Regions from separate parts of the Mus musculus genome. Here region 2 is linked to region 1. The links are chromatin contacts, called in public Hi-C maps. All regions are on one chromosome and are shown on one strand. Each heading gives the region's core, a stretch centred on a gene start, on an enhancer-like site or on the middle of the called end of the contact. The rest is flanking DNA. Distances are from core to core; before and after follow the strand shown.

Region 1 (7,679 bases), core at 1,730-4,229:
CAGCCATCTGTAATGAGATCTGATGCCCTCTTCTGGGGTGTCTGAAGACAACTACAGTGTACTTACATAAAATAATAAATAAGTCTTTAAAAAAAACACTTATTTACACTAAATTCTAAAATTAAAGTCTAGCAATCCTGACAAAGTCAATACTTTATAGAGATTTGGGAAATAGATTACAGAGCACGGACTTCCCCATGTCCATTTTGTCCTTATAACAATTCCATAAGGTAAGTAGGATAAAGGCCTTGGTATCTCCATGGTATCAGTGAAGAGAGCAAGCCCAGGAAAGGTGGAACCACATTGCTAAGTGGTGGAGCCTTACTGGGAAGCCAGGACTCCTAACCGTTCCTCTTCCGACAGGGTCACCCCTCCTCCTGTATCAGTGTCCCCATTGTAAATAGGTATTTACTGAATCAAACTGCACTTGAGAAGAGAGAGTATTTGTTAGCACATAACTGTGGAAGTAGCTTGTGATGGTCAAATTCCAAACAAAACCAAACTAGCTAATAGTCTGAAGAAGATCTGTTAGTTGGGCACTGAGGTTGTTCAGAACGTTTGCCGTCTCACCAAAGACAACCACGGTCATTTGTAGAGAAAACGATTTCATTTTATAGATGAAGTATTTCCATGCCTTGTGCTAGTTTTAAACTTAGGATGGACTTCAGGATGCTTACTATGGCACACTCCTTTAGCCCCAGAACTCGGGAGCAGAGGCAGGCAGATCTCTTGAGTTCAAGGCCAGCCTGGTCTATTCAGTTGAGTTCCAAGACCTCCAGGGCTACACAGAGAAACCCTGCTTCGAAACCAACCAAACAAAGCAGATTCTGGGGCCAGAGGTGGGCTGCACGCCTTTAACCCCTGTGCTCAGGGGCCAGATGTTGGCTGCATGCCTTTAACCCCCATGCTCAGGGACCAGATGTGGGTTGCACGCCTTTAATCCCCTGCTCAGGGGGCAGAGGTGGGCTGCATGCCTTTAATCCCCTGCTCAGGGGGCAGAGGTGGGCTGCATGCCTTTAATCCCCTGCTCAGGGGGCAGAGGTGGGCAGATCTCTGTGAATTGACACTGGACCTGTCTCAAAAAAACAGTCACTGTCTTAGGTGTCACTGTCTATTGCTGTGACAAAACACCATGACTAAAAAGCAAGCTGGGGAGGAGAGGGTTTATTGACTAGCTTACACTTCCACACTGCTGTTCATCATTAAAGAAAGTCAGGACAGGAGCTCAAGCAGGGCTGGAACCTGGAGGCAGGAGCTGATGCAGAGGTCATGGAGGGCGCTGCCCACAGACTTGCTCCTCGCCCCCCTAACCCCCCCCCCCCCCCGTTTGCTCAGCCTTCCTTTTTATTGAACCCAGCCCAGGATGGCACCACCCACAAATGGGCTGAGCCCTCCCTGCCCTCCCACACTGATCACTGATTAAGAAAGTGCCTTACAGTTAGATCTCATGGAGGAGGCAGCCCATCAACTTAGGCTCTTCCTCTCTGCTGCCTCTAGCTTGTGTTAAACTGACCCACAAAATCAGCCAGTACAATGCACCCCCTCCCCCCCCAACAAAACCAAGCAAAAAACCAGGTTCTGATTTAATAGGCATAAAGACCAGCTGCGAGCCAAGGCCTGCGTTTACAACAGCCTGGCTATCCTAGTGCCTGCCACTGCCCCTGGCCCTCCTGAGTAGCAAGGCTTTGGCAGCAAAGGCCTGTTGGAGTATTTTGAGTTGTGATAACTTTATGATGCGCCCTCATTCCTTACTAATGTATTCGTGTGTTGACTCACACATTGTGATTTTTCCCTCCTATTTTGACGTATCAGATGTGTTGTTTATAGTGCTGTACAGTACGGACCCGTATCAGCATGGATGTGCTGGTTAGCATTTACTGATGACAGAGGTCGACGCACCTTCTCAGTGCTGGCAGATCGCCACTGTCCTTACCAGTCTCACAACAGCCCAGAAACAGGATTTCTTTTCATACGTTTTATTGAAGATTTGTTTTATGTTCTGTATATGAGGTGTTTTAAAAAGATTTACTGGTTGTTATGTGTATGGGTCTTTTCACTGTGTGTAAGTGTGGTGAATGCATAGATGCCTATGGAGGCCAGAGGCAGATGTTAGGTGCCTGGAAATGAGTCACAGACCACTGTGCACTGCTGTGTGAGTGCTGGGGCCCAGACTGGGTGGATCTGCCAGAGCGGCCCACCCGCCTGCCCAGAGGGCAGCGAAGTAAACGCTCACCTCACAGAATTGTCAGGTGTCCTCTCAATTAGAGTCTTGTTTCCTGTGGCTTTCTTGGAGGTTCTGATAATTTGTGTTTTTTTTTAAACCAGATTTTTAATTAGTTTTCACTTTGTGTATATTTGGAAAAACATCTCAACTTTTTAAGATGATGAGAAGTGGATAGTACATTGCCCTAGACGAAAGATGGAAATATTTTAAGACTGTCACCCTCCTCCTCATCATCATCACTGTCACCAAAGAGTATTATTTTTTGTCACGAGAATAAAAGCTTGCTTTGCCCTTCAGTAGTCTTTCAGGCTTGTGCTCCGCTGCCTGTATTTCCGATCGGGACTTTTGTTTGCCTCTTGAATAAATTTTCCTTGCTACTTTGCCCAAAAAAAAGCACATGTATCCAAGTGGTGCCCAGACATAAATGCAGGCGAAATACCCATAACACACAAGTAAATAAATAGATGCATTCTAAGCAGACTTTATAGATCGTTACAGAGGTGATTTTATAGATTGTTAGAGAGGACTGGTTGTCTTGTATGTTTTTAAATTTTTAAGTTTTTCCCCCTTTATCTAAATGGTACTTGTAACCTACTAACTGATTTGGAGCCATACTCGGTTTACATTGGAGTTCTTCCAAACCACCATGTATCTTGTCAAGAAGCCAATATCCTCTCTATCCAGCTTCTCCTAGCGGCAGTTACAGGTGCAATGTGCAGTATGTCAGCTGCACCATCTCTGGCTAAAGAGACTAGAAGACAGGGAAGAAGAGCGTGTGTATCGTCCCCGACCTCCTTTCCCTTTTCGGTTGGCCTCACTGTGTATCCTGGAGGCGCCCCACAGGAAGCAGCTAAAGATCAGACACGCGCCACTGGGCCAGCAAGGGCACTTGTAAGTTCACAGGCATTTATAGAAAACTTCAAAAGTCAGTGGAAACTATTTAAGCTCAGAAAATGTGCAGCTGGAGTTTCAGCTTAACTTCGTTAACCAGGAAATCTGAGCGCGTCTTGACAAATAAGGTCCTAATTAGCTAACTTCATCTCAGAGTGGCATGAGCTGCTGACTTAATCTCCTTTCTTTTACAGTCCATCAATATTATGGAGCTGACTTTACAAAAATATGGAAGTTATGAAAAATTTGAACAAGCTACTGGTGGTAGCTTGTTGTCTAAAACTCGAATCTGGAGTCATGTTAGAAAGTACATGGTGAAGGAAGGCTGCCTGGGAGAGGTATGGTCGTGGGTGGGCGGGGCCTGGGAGAGGCGTGGGCCATGGGTGGGCGGGGCAAGATTAGTGCCAAATGCAAGCTCTTTTCTGCAGGTTTTGTTTGGTCAGTTCTGTTTTACTGGTTGGATTGGGTTCTTGCCATCTGTCTTTTGCTCCTAGTGTCATTTCTGTATGTGTAGCAATAGCATTATCTGAGTTTCTCAATGAGAATTATTGAAGAGAGATTTTGCTGCAGTGTTCTTAGTCATCAGTCTCAAAACCAGCACTGACAAGGTGCAGGTTTCTGACACATGCATGCTCTAGATCTTCCCAGTTTTGTGTGGATTCAGAGGCTGGGGCAAGCACTCTGCTGTGAGGCTCTATCCCCACCTTTTCCGTTTGGCTTGATAGAGGACCTCACTAAGTTGCTCAGGCTGGCCTGGAATTCTCTCTGCAGCCCAGACCTTCTTCCTGCTTTAGTTTCTCTAGTCTCTGGGGTACCTTTTCTTCTGTCTTCTTTCTTTTCCTTCTTCCTTCCTTCCTTCCTTCTTCCTCCCCTCCTTCCCTCCCTTCTTCCCTCCCTTCCTTCCTTCTTTCCTTCACTTCCTCTCTCTCTTCCTTCCTCTTTGTTAAGACAGGGTCTCTTTCAGTCCTAACTGTCCTAGAGCTGACTATATAGACCAGGGTGGACTTGAACTCACAGAGATCCTCCTGTCTTTGCCTCTCAAGTGCTGGCCATTAAAGGTATATGCTACCACAACCAGCCTCCTTCATTTCCTTTCAGTCCAATGAATCCAATGAAAATCTCAGAGGGTTAAAATGATAAGGTTCAAAAGCAAACAACACAAAACCAATTAGACAGTTCAAATGTGGCTGGACGTACACGTCGTCAACTTAGGTGAATTGGGTAATCAATAGGTGAATAGGCCCGTTATTTTTTGCAAAAACTTTCCTCTCCATTTACATTTGTGTGTGTATGCATGACTGTGCATGTGTGTATTATATGCTTATATATTTATATGTATGTGGGAACATGCATGCCACAGCGTGTGTGGTAGTCACAGGACAAGGGGACAACATTTGAGAGTTACTGGGAGCATGTTGGTTTTGGAGAGCTTGGCTCACCAGCCTTGATGTTGAGCATCCTATCCCTGCGTCATCTCACAGCCCTGTATGTGTGTCTCTCCTCTTGCTGCCCAGATTGTAGTTCATCTCACCGAAGACCTGCTTTCCAGGGCATCCATGACGGTAGTAAACGGATGCCCGACTCTAACCATCAATATTTCTACTGCACGAGAGCACTGGCTGGAGGGCATGCTGAGGCACGAGATAGGTAGGGGTACCCTTTCTACTCACTCTTGTGACTATCAAGAATTACCTGCTATTCTTTCAGAGTGTTTTTTTCTTAGTAATGTTTAGTAAAAATTCATGATGTTGTCAAGCCTTGCAGGGACTGTATGTCATTTCAAATTAGAATTTTACAGCATTCTTGGGAAGTCATTTCCATCCTTTTGGTTTTAGTTCCACATCTGAAATTGAGGGCAATCATGCTTAGGGAAGAGACAGTAAGAAAAGGAAAAGTTATTCTTCTCTAATTAAAGACTCGGAGAAGTCATCCGTCCTTCCGGGATAGCACACGCCATAGCTGCTGCAGCAGTCACTGTACTAGAGGCTTGCTTTCTGGGAAGGCAGAGGACATTATCTCACTTAAAGGATGTTTATTTCCACCATCTCTTCAGCATGGCTGAAAGTAAACCCACTTTGCTGCAAGGTGGTCCTTTATCCAGGTAATTGGCTGTCCCAAGTAGATTAACTCTAATGTTTTGGGTAGCTAGAAGTGTCCATCAATGGCCAAAGATATAGTCCATTCTCTTGAACAAAAGGAAATAGGTTTATATTTCGAGTATAACATCTGATCCTCTGATAGAGGCCAGCATCCTTTAGGAGATAGGCTATAATTGGGAAATAGATATAACCCATGTGTACTGGTTTGAATAGGAATGGCCCCAATTGACTCATGTGTTTGAGTGCTTGGCCATAGGAAGTGTGGCTTTTTTGGAGGACATGTGTCTCTAGGGGGTGGGCTTTGAGATCTCAGAAGCTTAAGCCATGCCCAAGGTGCCCAAGGGTGCCTGTGGATCCAGATGTAGAGCTCTCAGCTCCTTTTTCAGCACCGTGTCTGCCTGCATGATGCCATGTTTCCTGATATGATGATAATGGACTGAACCACTGAAACTGTAAGCCAGCCCCAATGAAATGTTGTCCTTACAAGAACTGCATGGTTGTGATGTCTCTTCATAACAGTAGAAACCAGGATAGTTGCTGAGGCCAGGTGTGCGGCAGGGGTGCCCCTGCATGGAGGCCCAGAGAGGCCATTGTGTGAAGCTGTTGAAGCCTGGATTGCCGTGGATACCCCAAGGTGTTAGAGATTCCAGAGCCACGGGACACCTGCCCCCACCCCAGTATGCTAACAGGGACTGGAACGAGCCCGAGCCCAAGAGAGAGAAGTGTGTTGCAGTCAACAAAGCTGAGAGGAATTGGAGATCTGAAGAGCATTTTGACATCAGATACGGAGATGCAGAGTTTGGAGTTTGCCCAGTTGGTTTTCAGTCTTTCCTCTCTATGTTTCCTTTCCTCCCTTTTGGAATGGTAATATATATCCTATTGGAAGTATGTGATCTGCTTTTTTATTTTGAGTTTACAGAGATTACAGCTAAGAGATTGCATGAGTCCCAGAAGAGACTGTGAACTTTGGACTTTTAACCAAGCTTGAGACTGTTACAGACTATGGAGACTTTTACGTTGGACTGAATACATTTCTGCATTATGGCTCCAAGCCTATGGGGGCAGGGAATGGAACGTGGTGGATTGAATAGGAATGGCCCCTATAGGCTCAGATGTTTGAATGCTTGGTCTCAGAGACTGGCACTGTTAGGAGGTGTGGCTTTGTTGGAGTAGGTGTGTCATTAGGAGGTGGAATTTGAGGTCTCAGAATCTCAAGCCACACCCAGTGTAACATCCTGATGTAGAACTCTCAGCTCCTTCTCTGGCACCCTGTCTGCTTGCATGCTGCCAGTTTCCCACCATGACAATAATGGACTAGACCTCTAACTGTAAGCCAGTCCCAATTACATGTTCTTCTTTATAAGATATGTTCTTGGTGTTTCTTCACAGCAATAGAAACCCTAAGACACTCTTCTACTATGAGAATCTAGAAACTCGGTTCTAAAGCTGCTGCCAGAAAGGACTGTTGTCTGACTGACTCAGTCCTCCAATCAGTGTTGTTCATTTTAGGCTGAGACCTAAACCAGAGCTAACTTCTGCCATTTCTGGCCTCCGTTCAGGACAGGACCAAGATTATTTTCAGTTTATTGTCAGGGACATAAACTGAGGCCCCCATCCTTAAACTTCTGCCTTGTTTCTACCTCCGGTTCTCATCATCCCTGAAGAGGTAATCCTAACCAACTGCCTTCAGGAGATTTGGGTTGATAACAGAATCTGGTTTCTTCCTCCTGGGTGGGCCCATTGGTTATGTCCTCCCCGTGCCTCTCCAGTGGAACTATCTGGAGATATAAACGTGCATCCATGGTTTCCTTTCAAGTTAGTGACTTGCCCTTGGATAGAGGTGCATCTGTGGGATAAAGGCAACAAAGGAGTCTGGGGCTCATGATATTGGAGCCTTCTAAACAGAGGAAAGATTTCATCCCACCAGGAGCAGGCCATACTTAGTACAAAGCCCTCTGTTGTGCTCCAAGGAGTTTGTTTCTTTTGTTTGGCCTCCAAGGCCTGACTCCAGAGTGATGTTCCCAGGATCTGCATTCAGGGACTCTGATGCTGGTGGAATGGCTGGAATCCCAGTCTGAGATGCCTCCCAGGTGAGCTCACCAGTTGTACTGGCAACACTAAAAGATGTCGCTGGGATCTTTGCATAATCGTCCTTAGTCCTGAGTACACACTTGCTGTCAAAGAACCATGAAAGACCACTCCATTTTTGGCTTTGGGATCTTGGAGATTTGTTTATTTATCTGTTTGTTTTCTGAGACCAGATCTCATGTAGCCCACATGAACTTAAAAAAATAAATGCTTATTTTTGCTCATGATCTGTAGGTTTCAGCTCCCTGTGGGCCAATGTTACTGCTCTTGAGCCTGGTAAGGCTGCATATCATGGTGGGCTCATGTGGCCACTGAACATGGTCAAAAGAGCAGAGAAGACAATGGATAGGAAAGGGTCTCATGGCCCCCTTCTCTAC
Region 2 (7,679 bases), core at 3,811-6,310, 38 kb after region 1:
TAGAAATCAGAAATCTGCCTGCCTCTGCCTCTCAAGTGCTGGGATTAAAGGCGTGCACCACCACGCCCGGCTTGAGAGTTAATGTACTCTTGATGTAAGACTGTAAAAGTATACTGCTGGCCTTGCCAGCTGAAAGCAAATTGTCTTTAGTGGTCCTTATGGGCAGGTATTGAGAAAAGGTATTTGCTATATCAATAGCGGCATACCATGTACCAGGAGATATGCTAATCTGCTCAAGTAAGGACACCACATCTGATACAGAAGCTGCAATATAAGTTATTACTTGATTAAGTTTTTGGCAGTCATTTGTCAATTTACTACAATATACTTATCTTCTGCACAACCAGATAGGATCTGTGGTGGAAGACCACCCCTGCCATCTTTCAAGTCCTTATTAGTTGGCATTAATTTCTGAAATTCCTTGTAGGTTGCAATATTGCCTTTGTTCACTATTTTCCCTGGTAGAGGCAACTCCAATGACTTACACCAGGCCTTTCCAATCACAATAACCCTTACTCCATAAGTCAGGGTACCTATACAGAAATTTAGCCAACTGCCAAGTCTATCTATACTAATTATACATTCTGGAACAGGAAAAATACAAGATGAGTTTGGAGACCCATTATGAGTTGGACTTCAGCCACAACTCCATTAATTACCTGGTTCCATTTACCTGGCGGGTCACCGTGCTTCTCTGAGGTCTCCTGAAATCACCCAATTTAGAATGGAAAGTCTGTTTCCTTTCCCCTAGTATATACTTAAAGGGCTCCTTCTGGGGAAGGATGGGAGAAATGCTAACTAAAACTCTAGAGGTTTCCTGAGGTTCTTACTTAGGGGAGCCTTGCCATTCCTTTCACTCAAGTTATTCTGGGTCTGCAAACTGGCTCAAGTCTAGAAATTGGTTCATGGGCTGAGACTCCCTCTTGCCACAACTCAATGTAGTCTATCTTTCCTATGAGAATTCTGCTTATACTGATCAAACACAAGCATAGTAGGTTTCTTACCTACTTCAACCCTGAAAACACCATGACTGATGAGTCCATAGGATTTATGACACTTTAAAACCCACTTTACATGTGATGTCCTTTTCAGGTCAGGTCACCGCGGACACTGCTTTGTCTATGCTGCTCAGTATGATAACTACAGTCACCTTGCCTTTGGTGACTTAGTGCTGCTACTTGGCCTCTGCTACTCATGGCCCAATTAAGCCAATCACAATGAATCCATCTAATCGAACAGCAGCATAGCCACTCTGAGGTCTGGCACAAGGAAAAGGGTGACAACAAATGCCTTTACATGTGCTGGTGCCCCTCACCATTTTGTCTCATGACATTAGTGAAGGGTGTGTCAGAATTCTGGCCTTCCTATTGTGGAGGACTAGTTTTTACACAGTATATGCATTAAGCCAAGGGACATCAGATGCTCCAACTCTATCTCAGTAGGCCATCTTTTGACAAACGCTTCTTTAGCCAACCGATCAAACTTTTAACATCTTTTTTTTTTTTAAGATTTATTTATTATTATAGCTAAGTACACTGTAGCTGTCTTCAGATGCACCAGAAGAGGGCATCCGATCTCATTATGGATGGTTGTGAGCCACCATGTGGTTGCTGGGATTTGAACTCAGGACCTTCGGAAGAGCAGTCGGTGCTCTTAACCACTGAGCCATCTCTCTCCAGCCCTTAACACCTTTTTAAAAACTGTGTAATCTTCCATATCAAACCTAGATTCGCCACTTAGTGAGCCTGTATCAATAAACTTACTCAGATGCAGTTTTATGTTCTTTCCAACATTATCCCATCCCCTTACAATCCATCCCCACACATAATCCCCAAACTCCTGCTTGAATGGATCAGCAAACTCATTAGGTTCTTCAGTGGCACAGCACACCTCCTCATGGCAGGAGCCTGCCTTAGATCTGGATGTAGGTCAGTGGGTCCTGAAGGACAGCAGTATCAGCCTGGCGACTCTCAAGGGAAGTCACTGCTGTCTGGCAGACGATGAAGGGTTGGTTCCTTTACACAAATGCAGACAGAACAATGCTACATGGGTTAGGTATGAATACATTCTCTGCTAAGAGTGGAGAGACTACTCCGCTAACAGTGAGATAAACACTTGAGAATCTGAGGTTCCAAAGTCTTCAGCCTCAGTAGAGAACTGCTTCATCTCTAGGCCAAGTACAGGACCCAGTCCTTACCAGTCAGTGTCCTAACTATTATGGCTGACCCTGTCAGAGGAGAGAACTTGAATCTGTACTGCAATTCAGCCAAGTGTATAATGGGGTCTTTGGCTTGATCTTCCTCAGCTTAAGCTCTGTGGCTACTCCAGGGCACACTTAGAAACCATTAGACTATCTATGCCCATCTGGAGCCAGTCAATTATATCAGAGTTGATATTTTTCCTTTGTCGCTGTATCCAGAAATGCTAGAAGCAACCAGACAGCATTGTTAATCTCCTTTTTTCCCCACCAATTGTTGGGAGTTTTACGTACAGTGTAACCCCTGCCCGAGCCTGAGCACTAAATCCCTTGTTCCTCACGGTGGGTGGATCAGATCATCAAATGCATGCTTCTCAATAGCTCACTCTGGGCTTTCAGTGCTCTCTATGCTTCCAGGAGAGGCGTCAGCAAACTGCAAAGGCTATTCTGAGAAGCTGCTAGCAGTTCCCTCTACAAGGCTGGATGTCTGAGCTCATCTGTGGTATATGCTGGAATTCCGAAGAAGCAGGTTTTAATACTGGTGATGGTTTAATCATGAAAAACAAAGGCTTCCAGTATATTCCCATTATCATTGCTGGGTTGTAAGCATTAAGTTAGTATTACTTTCAAGTAGTACTGTGCTAGAATATTTTATTACATTACATTTTTATATACTTATTTATTTAGTGTGCACGTAAGTGTGAGCGCACATATGTGCCAAGGCACATGTGTAAAGGTTAGAAGTCAGGAGTCTGTTCCTGCCTTCTACTCTGTGGGTCCTGGGCATTGAACCCTGGTTATCAGGCTTGGCAGCAGGGCTTTGCCATCTTGCTGGCCCAGAATATCTGATTTTAAAAATGCCGCTAATGTTGCTGCCTTACGTTTCATACAGAACTGTCCCGTGGTGCTGGAGAGATGTCTCAGTGGTTAAGAGTACTTGTTGCTCTGGCAGAGGGCCCAAGTTTGGGTCCCAGCACCCACATGGCTGCTCACAACTACAAGTCCAGTCCCAAGGGGTTCAATGAAGTCTTCTGGCTTCATCGGGCACCAGGCATGCAGGAGATGCAAGTACATACGTGCAGGCAAGATATTCATAATAAATAGATCTTTTAAAAAATGTTCAATTAGGGGCTGGAGAGATGGCTCAGAGGATAAGAGCACTGACTGCTCTTCCAGAGGTCCTGAGTTCAAATCCCAGCAACCACATGGTGGCTCACAACCATCCATAATGAAATCTGATGTCCTCTTCTGGTCTGTCTAAAGACAGCTACAGTGTACTCATGTACTTAAATAAATCTTTTTAAAAAATGTTCAATTTTTTTTTTTTTGGTTAGGATCAAATTTGCAACAATTTCTGAAATGGCCCTAAACATACTCCTACTATTATCGTATATTCTATGTACTTATGCATAGTGACAGTGGTGTGAAAGCTTCAACAATTATAAAATCAAAATATAAAATCATTCTGAAAAATGTTGAAGATGTTCTACATCCTTCATCATTCAAATATGCAGCCAAGATTAAATTGTGTAAAAATAAACAAGTAATCTATCTCATTAGTATTCAATTTTGCTTTTGTTTTTAATCAATGGTAAAACTGCATATATAAGAACTGCTTTAAACACATTTCCTTATGTCTTATTATCAGTAAGTGTTTGACTTGTATCCCCTATTTTACATACCCATACTCATGCAGTAGTGTGAAAATTTCCTAGGTGAAGGAGGTCACATGTAGAGAAATTTAATTTAAGAGGGCGCTCTAGTCTAAGGTGGGAGGCTCATGAGCCCTTCCTTGTCTTAGACACGAACAGGATGCCTGGGGTTGTGGGCATATAAGAGGGAAAACTCCATACTGAAACACCATCACTGAAAGAAGAAAATAACACACAAACAATGTGCCAGTGATGTGTCAAGCATAGATAAAATGATCAAAGGTGGCGGGCAGGTGAGGTAATATGCAGGCGCGCGCGCGCGCACACACACACACACACACACCACACACACACACACACACACACACACACACACGGAGACTTGTTTGCATAAGATACACACAGGGAAACTTGTCTTCAAACACACACACGAAATGTCTGCATAACAAACATCTTCTACAGTCTCCTACAATGTCCTGTCCTCACCACGCTCAGCGTCCCCAAACCTCTCCTCCCCGGTTCTGACTTTTACCTCGGTTTAGTTTGTGGACGGGAGGCCCGCCACCTTCCCTCACCTACATGCGACTCTACACTACAGTCGTCGCAGGTCATCGGGCTCCACCCTCAGGCCCGGCTGCGGGTCCGCTGCCTTCCCGCGCGTCTCCCGCAGTTTCCACCCTGAGCTTCCCGCCGATGCCGTCCGTGGTAGTGGACAGAGGCTGGCGTCCTTCGACCCCCAGGGGCTCCGAGCTCGGCTTCCGGACGCGTCAACTGCCATTGCCACGGTCGCCGTGGCGGGGACAGTGGCCGGCCTCCCTCCTCGCGTCCTTCCGCCGCCCTCGAGCAGAGGGAGCCGGGGGCTCGCCAGGCCGCGACGCCCACCCGTCGGCGGCGGCCCGCACCGCCCGCACCCGGCCCAGCCGACTCACAAGGACTCCAGGTGCTTGAGCTGCTGCAGCTGCTGCGCGTCGTGCCGCCGCCGTTTCTGCTCCCGCCGCCGCTGCAGCTCGTGCTCCGGCGGCTCCCGCGGCCGCCGAGACCCGGCCCCGGACGACATCGCGACCCGAGGCGGGCTTAGAAGGTGGAAAGTCGCCTCTTCCTCCCCGCAGCGCAACCCCACCAACGTCCCACCGGCCCGTGCCGCAGAACGCCGACAGGGAACGTGCAGCCAGGCCCCCGCGGCCCTGAGGCCTGCGGGAACCTTAGCTGAGAGGGGCGGGGCGGGCCGGGGCGGGGCGAAGGCGGGCGGGGCCCGAGGGCTTCCGGGTGCTCCAAGTCGCCTGCAGGCCACACCCACTTCTGCGACTCGTTGCTTTCTATTTTTTTTTTTTTTTTATATTATGAAGGTTTTAAGTATTTGTGGGTGGGCAAGGTGTCAAAGGTCTTTAATATCAGCACGCAGGAGGCAGAAACACTGACCTGTGAGTACGAGGTCAAGCTAGTAAAGTCAGAGACCTGGGGAGATCCTGTTACAAAGGAAAAAGAGAAAAGATTTTATTTCTACGTATATATTTGGGGTGGTGGTGCAGGGGTGGAGTTCGGTAGTTGCCCAGAATTCAGAAGAGGACGATGGCTCTCTAGAATTGGAACTGTGGGCTATATGAGCCACCCTATGCTGGGAACCGAACTCTGGTTCTCTGCAAAAGCAGTATGGCCTTCTAAACTAAAAGCCTTTTGGCTGCTACTTGTTACCTATGGATTCATCCATTCTGGGAAGAAAACAACGTTCTCTATAAAATCTTCAGTTTCCCAGACTATGCGAATTCGTAGTAAAAACACAGACCAATATATTCATAATATTTTATACCAAGATTTTTGGTGATGCAAATAAAAAATAAAAGCAGACACACAGTATCCTGCAGAGGAGCATCCTTTTTTAAAACTTGCTCTTCCTCCTTTGCTCCTATAAGCGGTGTCTCAGGCCGGAAGCTCCACTCGGAGCGTTCCAAGTTAGGTCTCTACACTTATCCAAAGGTAGCAAAGAGGAACGACCGAGAAAAAGAAAGAAAGGTATTAGGCTGGCATTTTGGTACTCAGCAGAGGCAGGCAGTTCTCTATGAGTTCAATCTGGTCTGTGCTGCTAAATCTTTTTTGTTTGCTTGTTTTATTTATTTATTATTATTATTATTATTATTATTATTATTATTATTATTATTATTATTTTGGTTTTTCGAGTCAGGGTGTAGCCCTGGTTGTCCTGGAACTCACTCTGTAGACCCGGCTGGCTTCGAACTCAGAAATCCGCCTGCCTCTTCCTCCCAAGTGCCTGGATTAAAGGTGTGCACCACCTGCTGCTAATTCTACCAGCCATAAGCAGAGCCTGACTCCCAGTGCGGGAGGGGCAACAAAAGGATACTAATCACTGTGGCCCACACTGAGAAAATAGAGATGAGTTTCACAGCCTATTTCCAGATAACTGGCACGAGGTTTTAGGATGTAAGGAGGGGAAGATTTGAGGCAGGGATCAGCTACCAACAATTAAATATTGGTCAAACCATGTTATGATTGGTTATTTCAATCATTGTCTTGCAAGGTAGTCACATATACCTCATTACTTGAGGGGACAATCTGTTTCCCATGAAGGTGACTGCTCCACTGTGATGGGGTGGGAACTGGGGACAGCTTCCTGGATGATCTCATTCAGAATGATCTGTTTGTGATGCTCTCACCGTTCCTGGACTCTAAAGCTGATGGTTGGGAAGGGGCCTTTTCCCAGGTCTGGAATAGGCCTCTGTAAAATCTGACAGTAAAATACCGTAGTTACTTTTTGTGCCTTAAATATTGGAGAGGGAGCAGATAGACTAGATAAATTCAGGGTTAATCAATCTCATGTCTCCTGTTTTTAGGTAAAACAACCAACTGATTAGGGTCTGAGGCATGCTACGCTACCATTCAATAAGTATCCCAACTTAAATGAAAATAAAAGTAAAATAAAAATGTCTTGGGGTTGAGAGGTGGCTCAGCAGTTAAGAGGGCATGCCATTCTTGCACTGGGCCTGGGATTGGTTCCCATACATACAGCAGCTCACAACTGTGTGTTATTCCAGTTCTGGGAGATCCAGTGCACGCTCTTCTGGCCTCCATGGGCACTGCACACATGTGTATACATTTAGGGGAAATACTCATATACATAAAATAAAAATAATCCTTTGTAAAAGTGTCGAATGCTTAAAACTCACGAATTGAAAATTTATTCCTTAAATATAGATGGAACTGGGTCTGCAGCTCAGTGCTGGAGCTTAGAATGCACAGGCCCTGTGTTAAATCCTCAGCACCACAAAAATAATAAAAAGTATGTTATCTTGGTCAGGCATGGTGGCATATGCTGTTGACTATAGCACTAGGGAAGCAGAGACAAGATCATTGAAAGTTCAGGGCCAGCTTGGTCTTCATAGGGTAGCCAGGGCTACATATTGAGAACTGATCTCAAAAAACAAAAATAAAACCACAACAAACCATGAAATCAAGTGGTGGGCTAATATACTGAGGTTATGAGCAGATAAAGTGATTTGCCTTAGAACTACAAACTAGTGTTTTACTCTTAAACACTAAGCTGGGGGCTAGCACAATGAGTAAAAGCACTTGCTGCCATGACTGACCAAAATCTGATCCCCAGGGACCACAGACCAATATGGCGGAAGATAGAACTGACTGCCGCAAGTTGTCCTCTGATCTTTACTCTGTACATATGTACACACACTAAGTAAATTTGTGTTTTAAAAAACCATTAAGGGGGCTGGTGAGATGGCTCAGTGGTTAAGAGCACCAACTGCTCTTCTGAAGGTCCTGAGTTCAAATCCCAGCAACCACATGGTGGCTCACAACCATCC

The links. Hi-C and Micro-C count contacts between places; a contact is called where the count stands out from the background.
Region 2: a contact with region 1 is called in a Hi-C map of DN3 thymocytes, with 1.7 times the contacts expected there. The contact joins the promoter of Rp9 here to the enhancer-like site in region 1. A contact is called at or near these places in 23 of 39 promoter capture datasets (the 3T3-L1 cell line, 3T3-L1-derived adipocytes, the C10 cell line and 14 more), 16 of 484 Hi-C or Micro-C datasets (8-cell embryo, the C10 cell line, DN3 thymocytes and 9 more), 8 of 115 datasets of contacts at active chromatin or transcription factors (the 230-238 cell line, the SCID.adh cell line, embryonic limb bud and 4 more) and 3 of 9 other capture datasets (adipose tissue, liver and pancreatic islet).

The regions. Positions count from the first base shown.
Region 1 is chr9:22,427,047-22,434,725 of GRCm38.p6, forward strand. It overlaps 9530077C05Rik (RIKEN cDNA 9530077C05 gene), which reads left to right. Exons shown (of 7, transcript NM_026739.3): 3 at 3,310-3,453; 4 at 4,630-4,762. Among named protein-coding and RNA genes, the nearest start is that of 9530077C05Rik, 19 kb to the left of the region's middle. Within about 2 kb of position 2,980, at least 65 of the 459 cell types and tissues checked have an H3K27ac peak or open chromatin away from gene starts, as enhancers often do. A contact at or near this core is called in the 230-238 cell line, DN3 thymocytes, the HPC-7 cell line and 6 more, where this site is marked.
Region 2 is chr9:22,463,296-22,470,974 of GRCm38.p6, forward strand. It overlaps Rp9 (retinitis pigmentosa 9 (human)), which reads right to left and starts at 5,061. Exons shown (of 6, transcript NM_018739.2): 1 at 4,779-5,061. The coding sequence starts at 4,906.